Regions from separate parts of the Sus scrofa genome. Here region 1 is linked to region 2. The links are chromatin contacts, called in public HiChIP or PLAC-seq maps. All regions are on one chromosome and are shown on one strand. The core of a region is the stretch at or near the end of the contact, and the rest is flanking DNA. Distances in the headings are between cores, read along the strand shown. Region 1 has its middle 26 kb from the start of TM9SF2. Region 2 overlaps UBAC2 (ubiquitin-associated domain-containing protein 2).

Region 1 (2,700 bases), core at 147-2,646, 160 kb after region 2:
CTGCCCCTAAGATCAAATAAGCAGAGTCCCTGAAGGGCTTAGACATTTGGAAGATTCATCTCAGAGCAAGGAGCTGGAGAATTACATAGATATAGGCTAGATTTTGTTGAGCAAATTGTTCGAGACAGAAAATAAAAGGCAGAGTTCCCATTGTGGCTCAGCAATAATGAACCCGACTAGTATCCATGAGGATGCTGGTTCAATCCCTGGCTTGCTCAGTGGGTTAAGGCTCCAGTGTTGCCATGAGCTGTGGTGTAGGTTGCAGACATGGCTTGGATCCTGCGTTGCTGTGGCTGTAGCCTGAGCTGGCAGCTATAGTTCCGATTCCATACCTAGCCTGGGAACTTCCATATGCTGCGGGTGTGGCCCTAAAAGGAAAAAAGAAAAAGAAAAAAAAAAAAAAGAAAGGCATACTACACCACCCATGTGACCAGTTGCTACTTATCATTCTGCAGAAACTTCCATCTCCCTGTGTTTAAAAGCATCCTAGGGAGTTCCCGTCGTGGCGCAGTGGTTAACGAATCCGACTAGGAACCATGAGGTTGAGGGTTTGGTCCCTGCCCTTGCTCAGTGGGTTAACGATCCAGCGTTGCCGTGAGCTGTGGTGTAGGTTGCAGACTCGGCTCGAATCCCGCGTTGCTGTGGCTCTGGCGTAGGCCGGTGGCTACAGCTCCGATTCAACCCCTAGCCTGGGAACCTCCATATGCCGCAGGGGCAGCCCAAGAAATAGCAAAAAGACAAAAAAAAAATAAAAAAATAAAAGCATCCTAGTTGAAAGAAGAGATACCATGAGTTGGTGACTCTTATAGCTGGGTGATGGGTACGTGGAAGTTTCTTCTAGCTTCTCTCAATTTATGTGTAATTTGAATTTTTCCACAATGAAAAGTTTAGGAGAGGAGTTCTCTTGTGGTGCAGTGGGTTAAGGGTCTGGTGTTACTGCAGTGGCGTGGATGTTACTGTGGTGTGGGTTCGATACCTGGCTCAGGAACTCCCGCATGCTGTGAGCTCAAAAAAAAAAAAAAAAAAAAAAAAAAAGTCTGGGAGAGAGAGAATCAAAGTATACCTATTCCAGAGAAGGGGGTCACCTGAATCTGGCAAGTGCGTAAGACAAATGAGTAAATTACTTTCTGATCCTAAGTTTCTTTATCTGTAATATGCAATTAATAATACCTCTCTCGTGGAATTGTGTCTTGGTGAGGGGTTTCAAGGAAAATACTCTTCTGTCCACAAAGCAAATACCTGTTTATAATGAGATTTTTTTTTTTTCTTCTGGTTACTAAAGTAACTCAGAGTATTGGGGTTTAAATGGGCTCATAAGCTCAGGACCTTCATGATGGAATAATTGCCCTCATAGGAAGAGGAAGAGACACCGGAACTTCCTCTGTCTCCATGGGCTCGGGGGCAGCCCTAAAAAGAAAAAAAAGAGGAAGAAAGAAAAAGAAACGTCTGTTATTTAAGCCCCCGGTATATAGTAGTTTCTTTTTTCTTTTTTTGTTAAGGACCGCAGCTGTGGCATATGGAAGTTCCCAGGCTAGGGGTCGAATCGGAGTTGCAGCTGCCGCTCTACACCGCAGTCACAGCAACACCAGTTCCAAGCCATCTCTGCAGTCTACACCACAGATCATGGCAACACCGGATCCTTAACCCACTGACCAAGGCCAGGGATCGAACCCAAATCCTTGTAGACACTGTGCTGGGTTTTTAACCCACTGAGCCACAATAGGAACTCTCGTGTCTGCTTTTCTGAGGTGCTTTTCCCCAGCTCCCGGACTCTGTCCCAATTGTGTATGGACACATATTTCTGTGAATGTTGTTTAGAAGGACGATGCTGACATTCCATGGCTGGGATCACCTGCCAGGTTCAGAAGCCTTGCAGTCCCTTCTTCTCTGTCCCCATCTCCGCACCAAAGACCAGAGGCCTGATGAGGGAGGCGAGAGCTAATTGGCAGATTTGGGGGAAAGGGACAGTGAGACTAATGATGCCAAGCCTCTTTCTGTACAAGAAGGGAAGAAAGAAAAAAAGAAAGGCGTCGTGGCCACACCCTATTTCCATGCTTTCCTCAAGGAACCTCTAGGCTGTGTGCTCTTTTGCTTGCGTGAGCAGGAATGCAGCACTGTGACAGCAGCTAACATGTATGCAGTATTTACCAGGTGTTGGCCATGATAGCCAGGGCTCGGCAGGTAGTAGTAGCTCATTCTCCCTTTCGGGTGGTTCTCAATCAGGACTCCCATCAGCCGGCAGGCACTGCTACAGCTGTGCCAGTTGTTCAAGTGTGGAATTCCTACAGTGCTGGTTGCTTGCTAGGGGACGCCTGAGTCCACCAAGTGCCTTTCACCCACCCCATCTGCCGCTCTGGCTCCAGGTAAGGCATTGGCGGGGGGAGGCATCTACCCACCAGCTTCCTCTTGGGGCTGCAACACCTCCCAACCCCCAGGCCCTGTGGGACCTGGCTTTGCAAGGCTGTGTTTACCTGCCACCACCTGGCTCTCCCTGTAATTATGGCAGCTGCTTGTTGGAGCGGCCTCCGTGGTGTATAATACAGGTTATTCAAGATTTTGGATGTCACCCTGCCTTTCTTGTTCTTGTCTTTTTTTTTTTTTTTTCCACACCCACTACAGCAAGATTAATCTTGCAAATGCAACTCGAAGATTTTTTCAGATTTCCCCAGAAATCAAGTGTTTTTCATTTTGCCCTGCTAT
Region 2 (2,700 bases), core at 113-2,612:
GCAAAAAAAAAAAAAAAAAAAAAAGGTAATGACTTTTGCTCATATAAACATACTTCTTTAACCCAACAAAATTATTTAAAATTCCTTAATATTACATAATACCAAAATTATATTCAAATTTCTCCCATATTCCATTTTTCCTCTTCAGAAAAGCCCTCTATATCTGGTTTTACATTTGGCTATGATACCTCTTAAATTTCTCCCTCTTTTTTAGACACTCCATCCTCCCTTTTGGTATTGCAATATTTTGTATGCTAGGATGAATATGCTTGGACTGGCTTGCTCATTGTCTGCTCAGGTCCTCCTCATGTATCTCCACGTAAAACAGAAGTTGGAAAGCTGCACGCTGTCATTCTTCAACTCTTGCATCCAGAGTTCTGGATATGATTTAGGTTCTGACACTCGGAAGAACTTGAATGGAGCTTGAGATCAGTGCAAGCTAAGGCAGCAGCACATGAGGAGGCCATTTGGCCAGTCCATTTCTACAGACCCAGCAGGGCCCTGAGCTGACAGTTCAGACAGCTTCCCGATTCCTTGATTCTGCTGAAATGATGTGAAGACTTCCTGGTTCCCAGTGCCCTGAATGTGCCAGAGGACGCAGCTTTCATGGTCGATCAGTCCTTATATATTGTTCCCGGAGGCACAGCCTGGGTCTGCTCTTCTGGACCTTTGAGAATTTTATAAGCACCTAGCTCTGTGTACTCCTTCCCTGCCCCAAACAGCTCAAGGGGGTTCTGTTACGTGGCAGTGAACCTTGGCTGGCAGAACTGGTCATCTGAAGAATGTAACTTTTATCTTTGACTTCAGATGTGTTTCTAGGGAGCAGCATACCTGAATTGGAACCATTTAGATTTGAACTGGGTCATGGATTGAGGGAAAGGAAGCAGCTGTCTGTGTTAGATCAGCTTACTCATGGAGCATTAAGCCTGTGCGTGTATGTGTCTATGAAACCCTGACAGTCTTTTTATGCCGATTTCTGGAATAACCTCTTCTTGGCTGGTGACTTTGTCACCAAAAGCCATCTCCTACTAGGACTTCTTGTAGGTCAGTTGAGGTGGCCCTCCTCGTGCCTCCACCTGCCTCTCCTTTTCAGTCCCTTCTGAATCCATCCCTTGATTTCTGCTTCCACCTCTGATGTAACAGCAGGATGGGAAATGTGTTAGAGACCACACTTACCAATCGTTTTAATTTATTACAGAAAATTGCAAACATACATGAGTGCAGAGAGAAGTGTGTAACGAACACCACATACCCATCACCCTTTTAGCATTTTGTTGAACCTGCAAACTTCAAGTCATTCGACAACTGGCTCTCTAATGGGACACTTTCTCTTTCTTTTTCATTTTGCCACTTGCTTCCTAAATTCTTCACGGCCAAGACCTATACTATCCCTCCGCCTTGCCCTGCCTTTAATTGACCGACCTCTCCATGCGTCTCTCCTCCCGGGGTCGGTCTCTCCTCTCAGGGTCCCCCTCCCTGGGTCTCTGGGGACCTGAGTGTATGAGTTCAGACCCCATTGAAGGCTCTGTCTCAGCTAGAGCCCTTACCAGATTGTTGGGACTCAAAACTAGGACTTCTTTGAATTATATGATAGACCAGTAGTATAGTTCACTTTGAATTTTTTAAACCCCAATACAGGCAGTAACCCCATGTATTTTCACTATGTGTTTACAAAAAAGCTGATGCTTCAGTATAGGACTTAAGGGGAAAACTATGGAACTCAGGCAACAAGAACACATCAAAATGCTACTTTTTTGTAGAGTAGGATTAAAACTTTTTGTAGCCTCTGTATAGTTTCATTCTGACACACATTTTTCTTCTCAAAACCTGCATGGGAAAAGTCATTCTTACAAGATGTGGAAACCAGAAATAAACGTTCTCACACTCTGAGAAAACTGTGAAAGCCAATCAAAAATTATCTGAGTGCTTGGACCCATTGTGGTGGGTACCACGTGAGACAAGGTGGTGCGGTTCCTGCCTAAGAGTGGCTTGCAGTTCCCTGGAGGAGACAGGACCTCTGAAGAGCCCAGCGCTGTCAACAGTGAGCAGCAATGTCGTACACGTGCAAATAAAGAAAAGGGGAGGGCGTAACCGTTTGGAAGCAAGATAAACTGTTGAAAAATAAAAGAAAATTGTGTATTTTCCCACGTACACGACCCTCTCACACAGTTTCTTCTCTGACAACTCCTGTGTTGCAGAGCTTTCTCTAAGTTTGGATACATGTTATCAGGGAAAAGTTAAATAAATGTAGTCGTCTGTTGCTTCTTTGTATGTGGAACAAGAGGGGAGGCTGGCGGCAGTCCTAGTCCATTCTCAATAGAAAACTTTCTTTTCGGAAAAGAAATCTTGACTAATTTAAATGTCATTCCAGTTTCCAACCTAATACATTTTCCAGGATTAACAGTTCAGTACCAAACATACCGTAGTCGTTGATTGCTGTCTAATCTATCATCCTTGAATGGTGCTAGTCCTATAGTATCCTCAGCTAATATTTGGTGATCTGTAGTCGACATATTTTTTGAGCGTTATCTACATGGAAGGTGCTGTGCTCAGAGACGCCCGGAGTCGCAGTCAGTCAGTCTCTGCCCAGTGGCGCTTATGTTTCAGTTGAGGGGTGTAAGAGTGATGCACATGAAATAAGAGACCCAAGGCAGTGTGATGATTGGTACAGAGCATACCTATTATCTAGCACTGTTATTT

Evidence for each region. HiChIP or PLAC-seq counts read pairs in DNA pulled down with a chosen protein or histone mark.
Region 1: an H3K27ac HiChIP or PLAC-seq map of alveolar macrophages shows a contact between it and region 2. The contact joins two enhancer-like sites. A contact is called at or near these places in 2 of 47 Hi-C or Micro-C datasets (fetal liver and liver) and 1 of 2 datasets of contacts at active chromatin or transcription factors (alveolar macrophages).

Annotation. Positions count from the first base shown.
Region 1 is chr11:68,380,760-68,383,459 of Sscrofa11.1, forward strand. No RefSeq gene overlaps it. Among named protein-coding and RNA genes, the nearest start is that of TM9SF2, 26 kb to the right of the region's middle. Within about 2 kb of position 1,397, at least 1 of the 83 cell types and tissues checked has an H3K27ac peak or open chromatin away from gene starts, as enhancers often do. A contact at or near this core is called in alveolar macrophages, where this site is marked.
Region 2 is chr11:68,223,334-68,226,033 of Sscrofa11.1, forward strand. The region is part of intron 5 of UBAC2 (ubiquitin-associated domain-containing protein 2); the gene reads left to right. Among named protein-coding and RNA genes, the nearest start is that of GPR183, 24 kb to the right of the region's middle. Within about 2 kb of position 1,363, at least 12 of the 83 cell types and tissues checked have an H3K27ac peak or open chromatin away from gene starts, as enhancers often do. A contact at or near this core is called in alveolar macrophages, where this site is marked.